Regions from separate parts of the Anser cygnoides genome. Here region 2 is linked to region 1. A link is a contact called in public Hi-C data. All regions are on one chromosome and are shown on one strand. The core of a region is the stretch at or near the end of the contact, and the rest is flanking DNA. Distances in the headings are between cores, read along the strand shown. Region 1 holds the start of RAB40B (RAB40B, member RAS oncogene family). Region 2 overlaps FOXK2 (forkhead box K2).

Region 1 (5,782 bases), core at 2,337-4,836:
TCTTCGTAAGACAGCTGTGTGCCACCTTTGGTCTCTGTGCCATAGATTACTTATGACTAAGCCATAGATTATAAAGGCTGCAAATGTACTCACAGAGGATTAAAAAAAAAAGCCACAACACATTAGCCATACACTGTAGGTATTCATGCAGTGCAGGTCTTGCCTGCTGAGCGAAGACAGCGTATACCACAAAAGGCCACGTGGCATTGTGGGTTGACTTTGCAATAATCCTTTCTTCCCTGCCTCCACTCTTTCTCCCCTGTATCATTCATTACTATTTGCGTATTTTGAAAAACTTGCCATATGCTGTTGGAACCACCCCCTTTCCTCTGCCCTCTTGGGGTTCACCAACAATATTTATCACGTTCTGGTACATGTTGGCTTGCCTGCAAGATCCACAGCGGTTAACTTTCTGTTTAAAATAGTGTTTCTTTCTGTGGAGGAGAAGACAACTGGCATGCTGGGCTGCAAATTATTTGGTGAGTCATCAGTTAATATACACATCCTGAATAGAAAAGCACTGCAGCTGCTAATTTCTGTTTACTGCTTGACAGTATGTACAAGAAAAGAAAAGGTAATTGGTATGTGCAGCCTTTTATTGGTTGGTTTATATATATAAGTGGAAAATATGCATTAGAGTTTTTCAGGCTCCAAGCCTCTATTTCTGTGAACATTAGAGAAATGTGCTGTTGACTCTGTCTTTTTTCCTCTCCCACATCCATGGATAAGCTGAGAGGGTGGATCAGGAAGGATGTAGGAATTTCCATTACAGAAAGAGATGATTTATAGGACAGTCATTGACATTTGCTGTTATTGCTTGGCTTTCTTTCTCTCTAAAGGTAATTTGCCCTGAGAGAGAAATATATTTTTTAAAAATTTCTCAGGTCAGCTGTATGAGCAGATAAACGGAAATGAACGGAGAAGTTCTGTTACCAAAATAACAGACTGGAATAGACCTTAAGAGCAGAATTTGGCCATTGTTCTGATTATGCAGAGACATTGGAGTAAGTGTCTCTGTGTCTGTTTCTTTGTGGAATTAATGCCTTCATGGATTAGTTTTTAGCAGTTTCTGTATCTATTTCATGGATCTGATTTGGGGTGGAATCTAAATGAAAGTGAGACCAAAGCCAGAAGAATTGTTACTTGCTGCAGAAAGAGAAAATAGATTTTTTTTCCAGGGTTTAGTTTTTGGGTTTTGTCTTCTTCAGTTTTTGGTACAGACTCTGCCATACTGCCAACGTGTTTAGTTGTTCAGAAATTTCTGCTCGTCAACAAAAAGTTGAGAATGTTCTTTTTTTAAAAAAAAAAAATCATTTTAGTAATAAGTGAAGGTAAAAAAGTGTTGGCTTTTTTGTTGTTTTGTTTGTTTTCAATAAGTATAGCTGCCAATTGGATGTTTGAGAGGATATTTGGATGTTTTAATAAACCCTGATCAAGAGGTTATTATTTGCAGTTCTGACTTGAGCCTAGCCTACTTGTGTATGGCGCAATAAAAGAGTGGTAATGTGTATCATTATTTCTTCTTTTAAAAAGAATACTTTCAGTTGCTCCTGAACAGGTTGTCTTACTGCTTGAAAGTGGGTTAGAAAATGCATTTTCTTCTCTTTTCAGTCAGATGATGGGTTAAGGATTTGTGGGTGTATTCTAGCTTCCTAGTTCCTGTATAAAGTACAGCCACGAGCTGCCCTCAAAATAAACCTGGGCTTGGCACAGATCTGTGTTCTATTCATGATTACACATAAATGTCTGATAAGTGGAAATACTCAGAAAAATCGAAACATTTCAGAATTCTACTATTTATGGCATCAAAACAAGCACTTGAAAAGCATTTTCTTTATTTTTTAACAATTGAAAACTTCATATTTAAAAAACAAATGAAAAAAACACACAAACTTATTGTTATGGGCTTATTGTTATGAAAATGCTTTATTATTATTATTTTTTGTTTGTTCTCTTCCATAGTGAACTTTGGGAAAAATCAAACACAATTTCAGTAAAACAAGATACAGTGATTAGTTTGTACTTCATCCTTTTTCTAACGGCATCTCTAAGCACTCCACTGAAATGTGTGTTTCAAATCCCATGACACGCCTTTGCATTAGCTGTGGCAAATAGCTTTGATAGGTCTGGAAAGCTAAGGAATAAAGAATTTTGAGTAAGCTGGCTGAGTTTTTAAAGGAAATCTCTGTTAGAATTGGGATTCAGGTACTATTTTCCTGGTGCCCAGGACTGTGCTCCATCTGTCTAGAAGTTGCTTCCACAGGAAAAGAGCAAATGACTTCTATGACTGCAGTTAGCCTGTCTCAAATTTAAAATGAAGCATAAGCTCAGACAGATGACACATCTGGAAGAGGAGCACACATCCTTTTGTGGACCTTTGTCAATAAAACACGTGAGCCTGTGAAACTGTAGTTTATTGTTGCAAATGTATTGTCCCCACCTCCAACAGGACTTTGGTTCCATAAAATAATGACTGGATTATAAACAATGCGTAACTATTGGATGCATAGCAATGTTACTGAAAAAATGGCCTGTCTTACGTGGGCAATGTGATATTTTCGTGTCCACGGATGAACTGTGCAGGAACCTTTGTTTGTCGTCTCTTTGTTGCACTGTATTAATAACAGCAAGGAACGATACCAGGGTATTTATGAGTTGATAGCTTTCTTTGCAATCATGAAATAAGCACATTATGACTTTTTTTTTTTTTTCCCGAGATCAATAACTTGACATTGCATCGTATCCATACAAACAGATTTTCTTAGTCAAGGGCTTGGTTTTTATTTTGAGTGGAAATATAAGATGCATACATACACATTTCAATTAAGGTTTATATTTGGCTGTAGATAATGCAGACTGGGTCCAATGTGCATGGTGTATGTAATACTTCCTTGGAATTAGATGTGATTTGGGCAAAGTTTGTGTGCCCCTGTGTGGGGCAGTTGTTCCAGTAAAAGAAATCCCTAAATGTCATGAAGCTGTAGTTTCCACCTGGCGTGACACCTTGTGCACGCAGCAATATTTCTTGTTTCTTTCTGTCTTTGTACAAATGGGTGTTTGTACAGATTTGACTATACTAAATTTTCTCTTCATATTTGGGAATTATATAGGGCTAACAGGCTTGTGGCCTTTTTGGGGGGCTGTTTTGCTTTTTTTTTTTTTTAATTTTTCAAATCATATTTGGCAGGCTACAAGCCAACGACAAGACGGTCACGAAGGCCTAGCATAGAGCTTGGGTGGTGAACACCTGCAGTATGGGAAGGTGTAAGAAATAAGATATTCCTGTCAACATCTGGGCTTAGAGGTTACTATGCGTTACTGCACCTAATTTTGGAAAATTCCTGAGTGTATTTCGCTGCTCGTGGTACATGAAAAGTGAGCTTTTCCCTCCTGCTGTCTCTATACTTTTAGCAGCTCTTTTGCCTGGGCTGGGACTCGAACCTGTGGCCTCGGTGCACCGCCCCTCTGGGGCGGGGAGACCCCCCGCGATTGATGGGCTAGAGAGCCAATGGCGTGTTTAGATCTCCCTAGCAACTGGGGGGCCGAGTTGAGCTGCCCAATGGCGGAGCCTGGGGGGCGGGGCTGCGGTTTCTGTCAGAGAGCGGCCGGCGGGAGGCCGCCGGTGGAGGGGGACGGGGCCGTCGCCGCCGACGCCTCCCGTCAGCGAGCCCCGGGCATGCGGCAGCTCGGCAGCCCCGGTCCCCGAGGGCATGGGCCGCGGGAGCTGAGCCGCGGCGGAGGATGAGCCAGGCGGGCAGCCCGGCGAGAGCCTACGATTTCCTGCTGAAATTCCTGCTGGTGGGCGACAGCGACGTGGGCAAGGGCGAGATCCTGGGCAGCCTGCAGGGCGGCGCCGCTGAGTCCCCCTACGGGCACCCCGCCGGTGAGCGCCGTCAGGGTTGGGGTTAGGATTTAGGGTTGGGGTTGGGGTTAGGGGCTTCCCCCTAACGGGGAAGGGGCGGCTCGGGCTGAGGGAGGCGGCTTTGGGTGCGGAGCGCCCGGGGCCAGGCGCTGAGGTGCACCTCGGGGGAGAGATGGGGAAGAGGATCGCTGAGGTGCACCTTGGGGGAAGAGGGTCGCTGAACGGCTCGGGTTGGAAGGGACCCCAAAGGTCAGCCAGCTCCAGCCCCCAAAATGGAAATCCTGACAAAAATCTTCTAGTAAAGGAGCTCTATTAATCAGCAACCGTATATGCTGTGAGATTGCTTTCACTGAAAGAGCAGAAAAGGAGGTTTTTCTCTCCCTTTTCTCCCCGTCATGTTTTTCGTTCCAGAAGAGCAGCCCTTTAAGACCAAGGTTCACGTTTGCAGCGTGTCCTTTTGCTTCAGCTTTTTAAAGGGCGACACTGAAGAGCCTCCTCCATGCCAGATGTGTTCTCTCTGCAAAATAAAGAGTTGTGCTCATTGCAAACTGATGTAAAACTAGATTATAATGGCTTTGGTAAAAGGGATTTTTACTTTCTATCTCTTCCTAGTCTTTTCACTTCCCCAGTCTGTTTTCCTAGAGCACAACTCTCTAATCACAATTTTCTTCCTCATGCAAAAATATTGCGTGGGATATTAAAAAGCAAGTTATGTTGTAAAATTACCCATTGCTTTAAATTACTGCTAGCATGAGTCTGTGACTGGTTAATTCATTTGGAAGGCTTTGCATTGACTCAGGATTTGTTATTATGGTGGGTTCATAGTACTGATTCAAGGCAAAGGAGTGGGTGGGGGAGGAAAGTTCTTTGGATGATTGCTTATGAGTCACATTGCACCTTGAAGGCATCAGCATGCATTTAAAGCTGTTTGCCTAGTAGTTTTGCTAAATTACTTCTTGGGATGGTTAAGTCTGTTGTGCTCTGCAAGTGGTTGGAGAAAAGGGTTAGAAGCTTGGGGAGAGCGTGCTGAGTCTGGCTCCTTCTGTACACGCAGTCTAAGTTTATAAATTCTTCTGCTGAAGAAGCACTTTAGTCTCCAATATATCTTGACGTAACAGAGAGAGAATGTTTGACCTGCTCCCAAGCTCATAGGTCTTTGGTCTTCAGCGTGTAAACCTTGTGATACTTGTGCTTTGCTCTTAAACAATGTTTAAATTGCGTGGCTAATGCTATCTATGTGAATGTATTTCTTGACAGCCAAGAAATACAAATGTTCTCTTAGAATTATTTAGTAAGTATTTAACGTGCAGCTTGGAAATTCTTCATTGTTATTAATAACTTTAAAATATGTGCATACAGGGTTGTAAGTGCTATGCAGAGCTTCATGGACTGTAGTCTTTTCATCAGCTTATTTATCAATCTTAACTATACAAGGTTAGAGAAATACGGTAATTCAGGTCCTCACGAGCTGTGCTATGCAAAGGTCTATGTTTCACAGAGAGTGAAAGGAGCTTTTAGCCAGGAGAAGATGAGCATGTCTGAAAAGAGGGGTGGGCGTTAAAAGAGCAGGGCAGATAAAGCAGAGGATGTAAAAGGAGACTGTAATGGAATATAATCTGATTTTACATTTTGTGCAACTAGTGTCATAATTAAGAATTTTCTTAGCATACTGAGCTCCAGTGTTTGCACGATCGTAGCATACCACCGCATCTCACTTAAGGAAGGATGTTGACTTAAACAGTGAAAGTTTGTAGAAAATTATTGTCTCCCTCTTAATCCATTTCTTTATTCTTTAATGTATGATGTTCTCAAATGCACCAAACTTGGAACGCTTCCGAACTTGCCCAACACCGCCCAGTTTATTTGGGGCTCTGTACCTGATAGCCCTTGTCTGCCTGGATCCCCTCAGCCTTTCCTCCA
Region 2 (5,782 bases), core at 2,295-4,794, 100 kb after region 1:
TGTCACAGAAGATATGAAAAAGTGATCAAGAACCCACATCAGCTTTTTTTTTTTACTTCAGAATATTACAGGTTCCCAAAGGGAAGGCATTAGTTGTACTTACTCAAATGTAGCACCTGCATCGGGAACAACGTACCTGACCAAAACCCTGTCAACACGTCTGCAGTGCTCCTCTGTTACAAAGGCCAGGCACTGTCAGGATTGAGAAGAAAACAATTAAGAAGCACTTTTGCCTATAAACGGTGAAGTGGGTGCTAGAAATTATCTATGTCTATAAACAGATGTATACACGGCACACTCTTCATCGCAACAGCCCAAATAGCCTGACATTTCCAACTTAAGTTGCGTTTGTTTCCCAGACAGTACTGGAGTTCATTTATTAATTCAGAAGACATAAATGCTTTCCTCAGTGGTACATAAGTGCTCTGCAAGTATTGGCAATAATCTTTAAAAACATTCTTATGCTCTGGTCAAAACCAATCAACTCACTAACAAACACCCAGTACTAAATTTGAAATTCAAACTTCTGCTTTTGCACGTCTGAGCCAACAGAGCTTTAATCGTAGAAATCCTACGTGTATGAGCCAGAACAGCACACGGTGGACGCTACCTGCAAGGTCTGGCAAACCTTATTTTTACTCCTAGGATTGTGTCAACGCTTGCTATAAACAACAACAATACAGTTCCAGAACAGTTACGTCCATTTATCTGATTGCATTATCACATCAGACACAGTGAAAAATATAGCAACATTTAGAGAGCTGGTTTCTTTTACGGAAAACTTCAGTTAAATCTTGCCCACACTTTGTTATTTAGAATCAGAGTTCCTTCTATACCAACATATGTTTGGCACAGAAAAGATGCAGCATCAGAGAGCCAGTTATGACTCCCAGATTCTCAACGTTTTTTTTTTAATCTCTTGGCTGTGGTCTGACTATAGCAATGTTGTGCCTGCTTTGCTAACAATTGGTGAGGGATCCTGAGGGGTACGCCGGCTGAACATTACCAATGGATTTCCATCTCCTAACACACTCCCACGCCCACAGCTAGAGGAAACAGGCCGATTGGGACAGCAGCCAGGTAGATTCCCATCAGGCCAGCAGCACTTTCTACCACTCTTATGGTTGCTCAGTCTGCAAAACTTCGAAGCATTAATGATACTTTAACGTTTTCCATTATGTGAATCACAGCTTTGTTTAATTTGTGTTAATTTATGAATAACATCCGATCCTAAACTCACAAGCTGATATTAGTTCCTGTTCTTTTCATAACGGAACGGGGTAGGGAACAGTTGCTAACACAGAATGCCAAGTAGAGCTTTATAATATACACTGAAAATACTTTTGAGTGTCCAACGATCAGTATGCTACCCTATGGAAAGTGTCTAGCAGAAAGTCTGTTTACTTTCCTATTTCCAACACTGTAGAGCAAACAACAAATTCTGTTGTCGAAAGTAATACTCATTTTAAGATCTTGCTGACATCTTTCTGCCAATGTTTTTCTAAACTGGTGCAGATTTAGTCACTTTCTTTGTGACCATACAAGAATCACAGTTTTAAGGTCATTCCAGCCTGCCCACTTGTAGTTCTGTTTTCTGTTGGATAAAGGGGGGAGCGGAGCAGTTGGAAGTAGAAGGACCATTCAATCTACACACAATTCGCCTGAGCTATTTCTGAGCCTCTTCATTCCCCAGAAATCCACCAAGTGAACATAACCTGGTCCTTATCTTGGAGCTGCACAGCAGATACATATTATTCCACCAATTTTTTCTCCATCAGCTTTGAGGGTAAGCAAAAAGACTTCATTCTCCCCCATCTGCCCTATGGTTACCTTGACTATTGAGGACAGAACTGGGGCTCCAACCTACTGACCAAAATTTAATCTTCTGAGGTGCCGCCATTGCCACTGAAGCAAACGAAGGTCTCAAAGCAGTCTCCACACTTTGCCTCTCCTGGCCCTCTGTGCCAAGTGGCCAAATACTCTCCAGTTCACATCAAATTATGCAGCAGCGTATTTGCACCACAGAAACTGAGACTCAGCAAACCTTATTTCATCCTCTAACCTTACAACAACCTGACTGAAGTTTAACAGGAACGTATAAACACTATATAAGGTCTAATTTATTAATACTATTTTAATTAGTAAGCTGCCTTTAAATGACTACATTGGATGTGATCTTTTTTTTCTGAAGCCCATGCTATAGCAACACAAGGATGTCCATTTACAGTCTGCTTGTGCTTGGGGCTAGTGAACTGTCTGTCATATAACCAGGGGTTTTCTTTCCTCAGCTTTCACATTACACACGTGCTCTGTACAGAGGGCTACAAAGCTGTGAAGCAGCCTTCTCAAGACGCACATTTTCACCAATCCAAACACATGGGATGCCACCAGAGCAACTAGATGAATAATCAAACAGATTAAGTGACCTTAATTGCTTACTTTGACACAAGCAGCATTAAACAGCTTTTAAAAGCCATTAGGGGCTATCCATAATCTTTTTATTACAGCAACTGTCACAAGCTTTCAGTAAGATTTGATTTTTGTTAAACAAAAACCTAAGAAGTAAATTTGCAAAACCACTCTTCAATAACATTCACATGCAGTTTAACAAGGTAAGCACCTCAAATATCAAAACCTGCACAACTGAATAAAGATTTCACATATTTATATCCCCTTCCTCAGCACCTGCCAAGCACACATTTTTTTCTATTTACTAGGTGAGAAGACCTTAGTAAGCAGTAAAAACTTCCTCCAACACAGCCTCAAAACTGCTGCTATGCACGACCACGTTTCTAAGTAATCCTGATAACCACACTTGAACTCCTTACATGCTTAACTTTAACAGTGTGTGTAAAACTTATTAGGATTCATGCTGTGATTCGGTTGCTTTCTCACAAACGCATTTTTTTTGTCATGGGTAAGTATTAAAAAAGCATCACGTAATTACTGCAAAATGTTAAAAATAGCAAACGATCAGGATGGTGTGAAGCTCCTGTGTTAAATACTCAGCCAACTCTTGAAGTGACTTAAGAATAGAAAATAGTGTTTTTTCTCAAATTAAGAATTGGAGAAGATAGTGTTTTACCTCAAATTAAGAACTAATAGAAGATAGCGTTTTACCTCAAGAGTTTTTTTTTTTTCTTCCAAGGAGTCTTTCAGATCTCATTACTTAAGTAATAACAGAAAAGGACCAGAAAGCATAACACTTTCAAAAGTGCCTGATCTTAAGGGTCTTTTCCATCCGAAATGACCCCAAGATGAACGTCTCTCCCCTAGTTTCAGAGTCTGGTTTTGGGGTGCGGAGTGGCCGCACCACAGGAGACCTCAACTGGATGTTTAACCTTGCCCGCTACCCCATTTCCCTACTCTACAGCATCCTATTGACCTCAGAGAAAAGGAAACAAGGGCTTCGAGAGCCAGGACAGCCCTGGCAACGGGGGTCTACCCGTGCAACCCCCCCCCCCCCAAGGCGCGGGGTCCCTCCTGTGAGGAGAGCTCGCTTTCCGCCCTGCTACCCAGCCTGCTCCGCGCCCCCAACGCCTCATGGCGGCGGCGCCCCGGGCTCTGATAGACCGCAGCCAGGCAGCGGGGGGGGCTTAGCTCCGCGGGCCGTGCATTTTACGGCAGGAACGGAGCAGGGCTCGGCTCCACCGTCTGTTTGTAAACACTACGAGGCCGTGGGCGGCGCCGGGAGCGCGATCCCGGCACCGCCCCAAGGGTTCTGTGAGAAAAACGGGTCCGGGCAGGACTGAGGGCGGCGTAGCGGCGTTTTCTGACAGGATTATTTCACGGTTACGCCACAGCCCTTTGCCGGCTGAGGTTAAAACACGTTTTGTTGGGTTGTACGAGCAGTTTTGGGAGGCGAGACCGTCACCCTCGAGCGGTTCTGGGAAACGAGCGGTCACGCGCGTGAAACTGCAATGGAGTTGGAGAAGATGCTGTTGGCAACCAAAAAGATAAAGATAAAGCACGCAACCTTAACGCCTCGGTTTGTTTCAAGCAACAGCAGACGACAAAATTCAGACAAACGCTCTAAATTGAAAACATCCCGTTCACCCTCAGAAGATAATTATTCACAAAGCAGCAGCTCTAAAATCAACACCACAGAAGGATTTTTTTTTTCTTAAAAAGCCACAGCAGCAGTACTGCATGCTAACTGGCAATGCAAAACCCCCACTACTTTGCAACTCAGCCTTGGATGACATACAATCTTTGCCAAATAAATTGCTAATTAATCTCCACTGTTCTATGTTTAAAATAAACACCTCAGTAAAAATGGGACCTCATGATTCAAAAGTTGTTCTAGAGTTTCTTTGCCCACTTCGAACAGGTTACTGGTTTTACCACTAGGCTTGAAGAATAATCAGAGAAGCTGATCTTTACCAGATGCAACATTTACTGTATTTAACATTGAGAATCACAGTTATTATTAGTTATAATTGCAACTGAGCAAAATTCTGTGATTTTTCTTCACGTTATTTTGCCATTTTTGCCACTGTATGTTTTACATACCTGTTTGCTTGGTCAGGACATGTATACAGGACATATATAACTCAAAGTAAACAGTTAAAAGTATCTGTTAAAACATACCTCAGACTGAAATGACTTCTCCATTTTTGCTATTAGACTACATCAGTCCTAGAACATCACTGTGCAAAGGGTGTTTGCTGATTTTTGTTTCTTTGAGAGCTCTGATTGTCAGAATATTTGCTACGCATACACAGCTGTAGGTGTTTGAATAAAATTATCTAACTTGCTATGAAAACTCAGAAAGGCTGGCACTTCTGTTTTAGAGGAACATCACCATTACAATCCATGAAGTTTATTCACCACCATGGAAGGATTTTTACTTTAACTTTTAACTGAACTCTTCTTCAGTCTCCTTCCAGCACTCCCACATCACATAACTTTATGATATGGTATTGTAAATAAACCTAACCTTCCAAGAAAATGAAGCAGATTAAGTTGCCAAGGTCCAGCTTATCTGGAACACGTTTTTGGCATCTGAAGGAGGAAACTGTAGTGGTACCAATATCATACATGCCAGATGCAGATTCTACTAAAACAATAATAGAAGTTGTGGTTTAGATGGCAGAAAAATAGCTGACAATTGGGAGTGGAGGGTAAGACTATAGCCAAACAAGTACATGATAAAATCCTTTACATTGGTCAAAAATCAAAGAGAAATTACAGAAGTGTGAATAAGCTAAATAAAAAAACAAAAGCTGAAGGCAAATTTAAATAAAAACCCACAAAGTATAATTAAGTTCAGTAAGAAAAATGTAATTTAAAATCTTCTTTTCATGATACAGCATTCTAACTTAAGTTTGTCTTTTCAGAAATCAAAGTTTTATCAAGGTCATTGTTTTTTTTTTTTGAAAAATAGATCAGTGCCGTTCCCTAAGCCAACAGAAAACCACAAAGAAAAGATCATTTAAAAACAGAGATGTATTTTTTTGTGCATCTGCCTTTTCTGAAATACTTCTTACCCTGTCCCTAAGGATAACTACAGAACTGAGCAAGATTCAGAGAAGAGTGGCTGAGATGATTAAGTACGAAAACACTTTTACACAAAGGTTAAGGAATTGCAATTGTTTTCAGTAGTGAAGGGACAAACATTATCAAAATAATATAACAAGGACAAAGTTCAGTGAGAAACATCTCATGTTCCATAAACAGATGTTAGAAGGTTCTTGTAAGGTAAAAAAAAAAAAATGGCTTAAGACTCAAACTCAAAGCACCCAAGAATATGCTATAAGGAATATGATGATAGTAACAGTAT

Evidence for each region. A called contact is a pair of places that touch in the nucleus more often than the background predicts.
Region 2: a Hi-C map of liver shows a contact between it and region 1, with 10 times the contacts expected there. The contact joins the enhancer-like site here to the promoter of RAB40B in region 1. A contact is called at or near these places in 2 of 7 Hi-C or Micro-C datasets (both in liver).

Annotation. Positions count from the first base shown.
Region 1 is chr19:3,762,487-3,768,268 of Taihu_goose_T2T_genome, forward strand. RAB40B (RAB40B, member RAS oncogene family) reads left to right here and starts at 3,587. Exons shown (of 6, transcript XM_048075992.2): 1 at 3,587-3,883. The coding sequence starts at 3,742.
Region 2 is chr19:3,864,832-3,870,613 of Taihu_goose_T2T_genome, forward strand. All of the region lies in intron 1 of FOXK2 (forkhead box K2), which reads right to left. Among named protein-coding and RNA genes, the nearest start is that of FOXK2, 8.1 kb to the right of the region's middle. Within about 2 kb of position 3,545, at least 2 of the 3 cell types and tissues checked have open chromatin away from gene starts, as enhancers often do. A contact at or near this core is called in liver, where this site is marked.